2 separate regions of the Anser cygnoides genome follow, and region 1 is linked to region 2. A link is a contact called in public Hi-C data. All regions are on one chromosome and are shown on one strand. Each heading gives the region's core, a stretch centred on a gene start, on an enhancer-like site or on the middle of the called end of the contact. The rest is flanking DNA. Distances are from core to core; before and after follow the strand shown. Region 1 holds the start of LOC106040406 (gap junction beta-6 protein). Region 2 overlaps CRYL1 (crystallin lambda 1).

The links. A called contact is a pair of places that touch in the nucleus more often than the background predicts.
Region 1: a contact with region 2 is called in a Hi-C map of liver, with 18 times the contacts expected there. The contact joins the promoter of LOC106040406 here to the enhancer-like site in region 2. A contact is called at or near these places in 3 of 7 Hi-C or Micro-C datasets (fetal liver and liver).

What each region holds. Positions count from the first base shown.
Region 1 is chr1:193,469,990-193,472,805 of Taihu_goose_T2T_genome, forward strand. LOC106040406 (gap junction beta-6 protein) reads left to right here and starts at 1,483. Exons shown (of 3, transcript XM_048047066.2): 1 at 1,483-1,636; 2 at 1,956-2,030.
Region 2 is chr1:193,396,262-193,399,145 of Taihu_goose_T2T_genome, forward strand. All of the region lies in intron 3 of CRYL1 (crystallin lambda 1), which reads left to right. Among named protein-coding and RNA genes, the nearest start is that of CRYL1, 22 kb to the left of the region's middle. Within about 2 kb of position 1,465, at least 2 of the 3 cell types and tissues checked have open chromatin away from gene starts, as enhancers often do. A contact at or near this core is called in fetal liver and liver, where this site is marked.

The DNA.
Region 1 (2,816 bases), core at 233-2,732, 74 kb after region 2:
TATTGTAAAAAAACTTTTTTTGGCAGTAAATGTGGACTTGCGAAACAGCACAAACTCAAAATCCTCTGCCGCAGCTAAATATACACAATCTTTAAAAAAAAATTTGACCTGGTAATGACAGAGGGGACAAATTCTACTCTTCAGAGGTCACCGAATCAAGATGGAATGTGACTGGAGAGGGAAAGATACATGAGTCCCAGATGTTTCCTCCAAAGTTATTCTTACATGGAGAGATGGGCTTCCCTTTCACAAAGTACAGCCACATGGCCGGGTCCTGAGGCACCTCCCTTCCTCGTTTGTGCTGTACGCATGAACCTTGAACGTCGTCTGAATGCACAACTTCCACAGAAGGCAGCGAGCGACGGAAGACTCAGGCCTGAGGTATTTATGCCCTTCTAGCTCACCGTAGCATCATGTATCTTGGGTCTGGTCCTGCAGATGCGGCGGTGACCTGACTCCAGCTGATGCAAGCACTGAGCCCCTACAGATGCTGAGTAATGGCTGAGTGGTCCGAAAGAAGAGCTGATCCTGCTTGGACCAGGAGGTCGGGATAGACCTCCTGAGATCCCCTAAAACATGAATTTCCCCGTGGTCCTACCATGCAGGTTGCGTGGAGCCAGGTGTGAGGGCAAGGATGAAGGATGAGTGCCACAGAGACAGGGGGTGATATTTGAACCACAGCTGACGGAAATTTCTTTTCTTTCAAATGTCCAGATTGAGTTGCTTGTGTCAGACACTTCTACCTCTCAAAACTGAGCATGTGATCAAAGAAACCATTGACTTTTGCAAAAGATTTTCGATCTATTTATTTATTTTATTATTCTAGGAAGTGAAGATAAAGGACAGAAGAATTTAACTAGAAGTGGTTTGCCATCTGAACCCTTATACCAGTACCTTAACCAAGTCCAAAACCTGAGGAAATGTACTACTGTACTGTATGTTTTCTTCAGAAATTTAGGTAGAGGATTAGAAACCTCTAGTTTGATGTGCATGTGTGCAAGATGGAGAACTCAGAGTTTCAGGCAGGGATTTTTGAACCCAAAGGTTAAGAAACTAAAGTGTTTCCTCAGCAACTGTATTCCCTGGAAACAGAAAACTCTGCAAAGAGGTCTTGTAGTGACACAGATCTGCAGCCCGCTGGAAGCCTGCAGGCTTGTTGGGTGCTGCTGTAGCATTTCAATCACCTTTTAGGACAAAATTGGGAAAGCCAGCAGCTCTGGGCTTTTCCGGCTGCCGTTTGCCAGTAATTCTGTAATGATTTTCATAAGTAAAGGCCTCCGTTGTTTTGTCCCGAGGAAAAGGCCTGCGTTTGACGAGGCAGAGTACGGGGGCCAGGCAGGAAGGGACGGAGCGGGGCAGGGGCACGGGAGAGGCCCCTCAGAGCCGGGCCCCGCCGCGGGGCCGGGCGCCCCCATGCCTGCCCCGGCCTCGATCCCCGGCCCGGCCCCGGCGGGCGGAGGCGGGCTCGGGGCGGGTTAAAAGCGGCGGCAGGTGAGCGGGGAGGGACCTCAGAGCCGCGGGGCGGCGAGCCGGGCACCGGCCGCTCCGCTGCTACAGCCGGACCCTCAGCCCAGCCCAGCCCGGGGTAGGGGGCTCCCGGGGCGTTCATCTCCCTGCGTGGGCACCGACGGGGCAGGTGAGGCGGGAGGGAGGGAGGGAGCTGGGGCCGGCCGCCGGGGGAGGCCGCTCCACGGTGCCCTCCTTGAGGCGAAGGACGGGGGTGCGGGGCAGGCCCGGCCCGGCTCGGCTCGGCTCGGGGCCGCCGCGCTCGGTGCCGCCCGGTGAGGGGCCGGGACCCGCCTCAGCCCGGCCCCGAGCCCTGAGGCGCTGCCCGGGCGGGCTCCCGGCTCCCCTCAGCCCGGCCTCACGCTTCCCTTCCCCAGCTCCGGCGTGCTCCTGAGTGCCGAACAACTCTTTTCTTCTTTCTTTTTGTCCCCCCGCTTCTCAATCAGCAGCTCTCTGCGAGCACGTTATGTGAAGCACCCGACCGGCTAAAAACCCGAGCGAGCTAAAGGCTTCCGCAATTACAGGTAATTCGCGACACACCTACCGATGCTGAGAGTTGCACCGAGATAAACAGCTTGCATCAGTGCAACTGACAGGTCTGGTGAGCACCTGGGCACACACTGGAAACATTCCTCAGAATCACGGGGGAATAGGAAATGAGAGGTGTGAGTCAGAAATAAACGTATCTCCGGGTGTCGGGGTGGATGGGATTGTGTGAGGAATGAGTACTCAAGTGCTGTTTCAATAAAACTCAAGAGACGTGTTGGAGTAAGAACAAGAGTGCTTGGCATGCTGAAGTGGATGGCACTTGGCTGCTTTTGGGTGGCATTCAGGGTACGGCTCTTTTTCCTGTCACTGGGTTTTCCTAGGTGTTACTTTTCCCATCTCTTGTGTTGAAGAATCTCTCTTTGTTTATTTACTCTTTATTCTCCCACACACACACACATAGAAGGATGTATTTTTGTTTTGTGCTTCACTGGATTTTACCACGCGGCATAGAAATATTCTAAGAGAGCAGGCAGAGGGTTAAAAGAAGGAAGTAGCCGTTTGTCTTAAGTGTACTCTTTTTTAAACCCTGTCTTTCTGACTTTGATCACTAATAAGCTTGCTGTTGAGTGTGGTTTGTTTGAAATGATATATGGGTTTCGGTCTGGGTTGTATTTGTGTTTACCACAACATATGTGTGTGCACTGAGCTGACAGTAGAACAAAATACAGTTTCATCCTTGATTTTTGTTAGTGAAGTTATGTAGTTTCTAGTCTCCCTTGGTCTCTGGTGTTCAGCCTGGAAACCCTGCTTTCTGAGAGGCT
Region 2 (2,884 bases), core at 215-2,714:
GACATAAATTAAATAATTTTAAGGTGGTAGCACTTTTTTTTAATTATTAACCTTCAGAAAGTCTGGAGGTGCTTCAGGATGGGATATCAGCATTGACTTGGGAGTCCTGATGGTTGTTGTCTTGTGTCTCTTGTCACATAAACTTACTTGACTGATTGGTACCAATTTCTACTGTTAGTGTTTGTTCTGCTCTTCTGATGGCTTCCAAGAAGGTTTGTACTTCTGTTGATGACCTGTCTGCAGACAGGTCAATGTGCAAAGGTGTCTTCAGCTGCCCTGAGCTCATAGGCTGGGAGACGATCCTGGTTTGGAAGCTGTGTTAATGAAGTACCTCTGTAAATGAAAAGCTGCTGCAAGGCAGTGTGTGCAAGCATTGAGTAACAACTTCTTTGGGTCTGGTATATGGTCAGCTTGAAGCACTGGACAGGCAAACACGGATCTGTTTGCTCTTAACTGGGCAAATATAACCTTAGGCCTGGTTTTACCTTATCTACCTCAAACACTGGTCTGAGGCACCAGCAATTCCATTTCAGCTTCTGAGGGAGCTGGTTCTAGGGATGTTAACTGGCTCGCCATCTCTGTAGAAGCTTGAGGAAAACTGTTCTCCATTTTTAGGAGTGAAACAGTTAGAGCTCAAAGACTTGCTGTAAAATACTTTATGAAGTCCATGCTTGAGATGAACTGGAAGTCTGAGTAGGCAGCTGTGGTGCTGCTGTTGAATGGACTTTTATTCTTCCAGACTTTCTAACGTTCACTCCCACGTAGCATATGCATGTACCAGCTGGCACTGTCAACCATTACAGACCTTAAAATGGTTTTGTTCCCTGTTAGAGGAGGTCTTCACTGCCGTAACTGTTGTCCTGCCCAGCAGTTAACCCTGCTCCTGTGTTTTTTCACTGTTCTCTGGTCTCCTTTCAAGAACTGTATTATATTTCCATTGCCTTTCCTGGATTCCTTCCCCTGGCACTTTTCCCTGTTTTTCAGGTTGGATGGGATCACAGTAGAAGGAAACAGCAGGTCTGATTCTTCGAGAAAGGATGTGGGGTGGAGGATGTTGATCAGCCACATGTTGAGATCTTTTTGCCCCTTCCCTGAAGGACCAAAAAGGATTCTAATCCCTCCTGTGGCAGCCCTGATCATCATCTCTGTTTGTCTCTTGAAAGCTTTGTAGGATACAGTAACCTCAGGGAAAAAGGTGCTTGTCTTCATAGCATGATACTGACAATAAATGAGATGAAACTTGCCTTCATTTATGTATTTAAAAAAAAAAAAACACAATAATTCTCCACAAAAAAAACCCTCCTAAATCTACAAGTTTTTACTCTGATTTAGATAACATGTAATTCTGCTTGCCCAGCTCCTGTTCTGTGCTTTGTACTGACTGAAGGTTGAGCAGACACCTGTAATTCACTTGTTTGTTCTAACAGTGTACAGTGGCTGCAACTTGATATTTTACTGCTCCAGTTCCTTAACAGGGCATGTTTCTGAACTGTAGGAAGGTACAAAATGTTTCCATCGAAATGCTAGATTTCACCTCACCGAAGTGGTATTTATTTGTACAGTGTCATGTGGTAGACAGTCTCTCATGTCAGTCAAGAGCTAGTGATTTAGGAAGCATCAGATTTCCCTCTAGTATGAACTCATACAGTGAAGGCACCTAACAAGTTATTTAGGTAGATTTGAGGTGAGTTAATAGCCACAAAATTTCTAATTTTTATTTCTTTTCAAAGTCAGATTAGCTTAGAAATGCTGATGTTTTAACTGCTGCCTTTGTAACTGCTCCATAACAAATTAGGCTTGCTGGTCTGTTGCCCTTTAGTTGATGGTTTTAAGTTCTGTTAAAGCCTTTCAGAATATTACCATAACACCATTCGGAAAGCTGGATACTTGTAGATTTGCTGTAAGACACTTATATAACTATATTTTGAACTGAAATTTAAACAAGTCCAAACAATATGAATTGGAGTTAAACTTGTATAGGGGTTGCTCTGACTCTAAGCCTCTGCTCCTCAACAGAAGAGCCTATGAGAGGATTTCACCTTTATTAGAAGGTTCACCCTTACCTTTAGCTGCCCTGCCAGCTCCTGAGTTGTCCAAAGCCTGTCTGGAAGGGACTTCAGAGGTTACTTAGTCCATGCACTGCCGCAAGGCAGGATCAGTCATACTTGGACAACTGTCTGTCAGAAATGGTTCGACTTGTTTTTAAAATCGTCATGATGGGATTCCTTTTTCTTCCCCCTGTTAAACACTTTATTACCTACCCTTATTCTGAGTCTGTTACTGAACCCTGGGATGTGAACATATGTGACCATGCCCTTCCATTTTATTTACCATTTTTATAGTGTCACCAGCAGCGGTAATGTGTTCCCCCTCATTAATGACTCAGTGGTCTGCTCTTCAGTTAGCGTGCTGCTGTCCTTATCCTGTAAGCCACGGGTAAGAGAGAAGGATACCAGTTCGTGTTCAGGTTGAAAACAAAGACTTGATTGCTCAGGCTGTGTGGCTTGTTTTAGGGTAACTAAGCTGTTTAACATCTGAGTCTTTTGTCCACAGACATATTGTGTTACCGATCCAGTATTTGAACATGTGCTTAAACCCCATTTTGGAGGAAGTCCTGCACCAGCTGTGTGGAATGCATGTCTGCAGGGGGGAGAGGGGCAGGCAACCCGTTGAGCTGTCTTTCCTTGGCTTGTATCCCACGTAGCCTGGGTTCCTGCTTCACCCCCAAGTGTTTTGGGGCCAGTCTCTTGATCTCACCTCCCTGCCGTGCTCAGCCAGGTGCTCCCTGTGCTCTGAGCTGCTGGGGCTCAAGCTGTAGTCGTGCTCTAACGTAGCCGTGTCAATTATTAGAGTATGTTGTTGACTTTCTTTTTTCTTTTCTTTT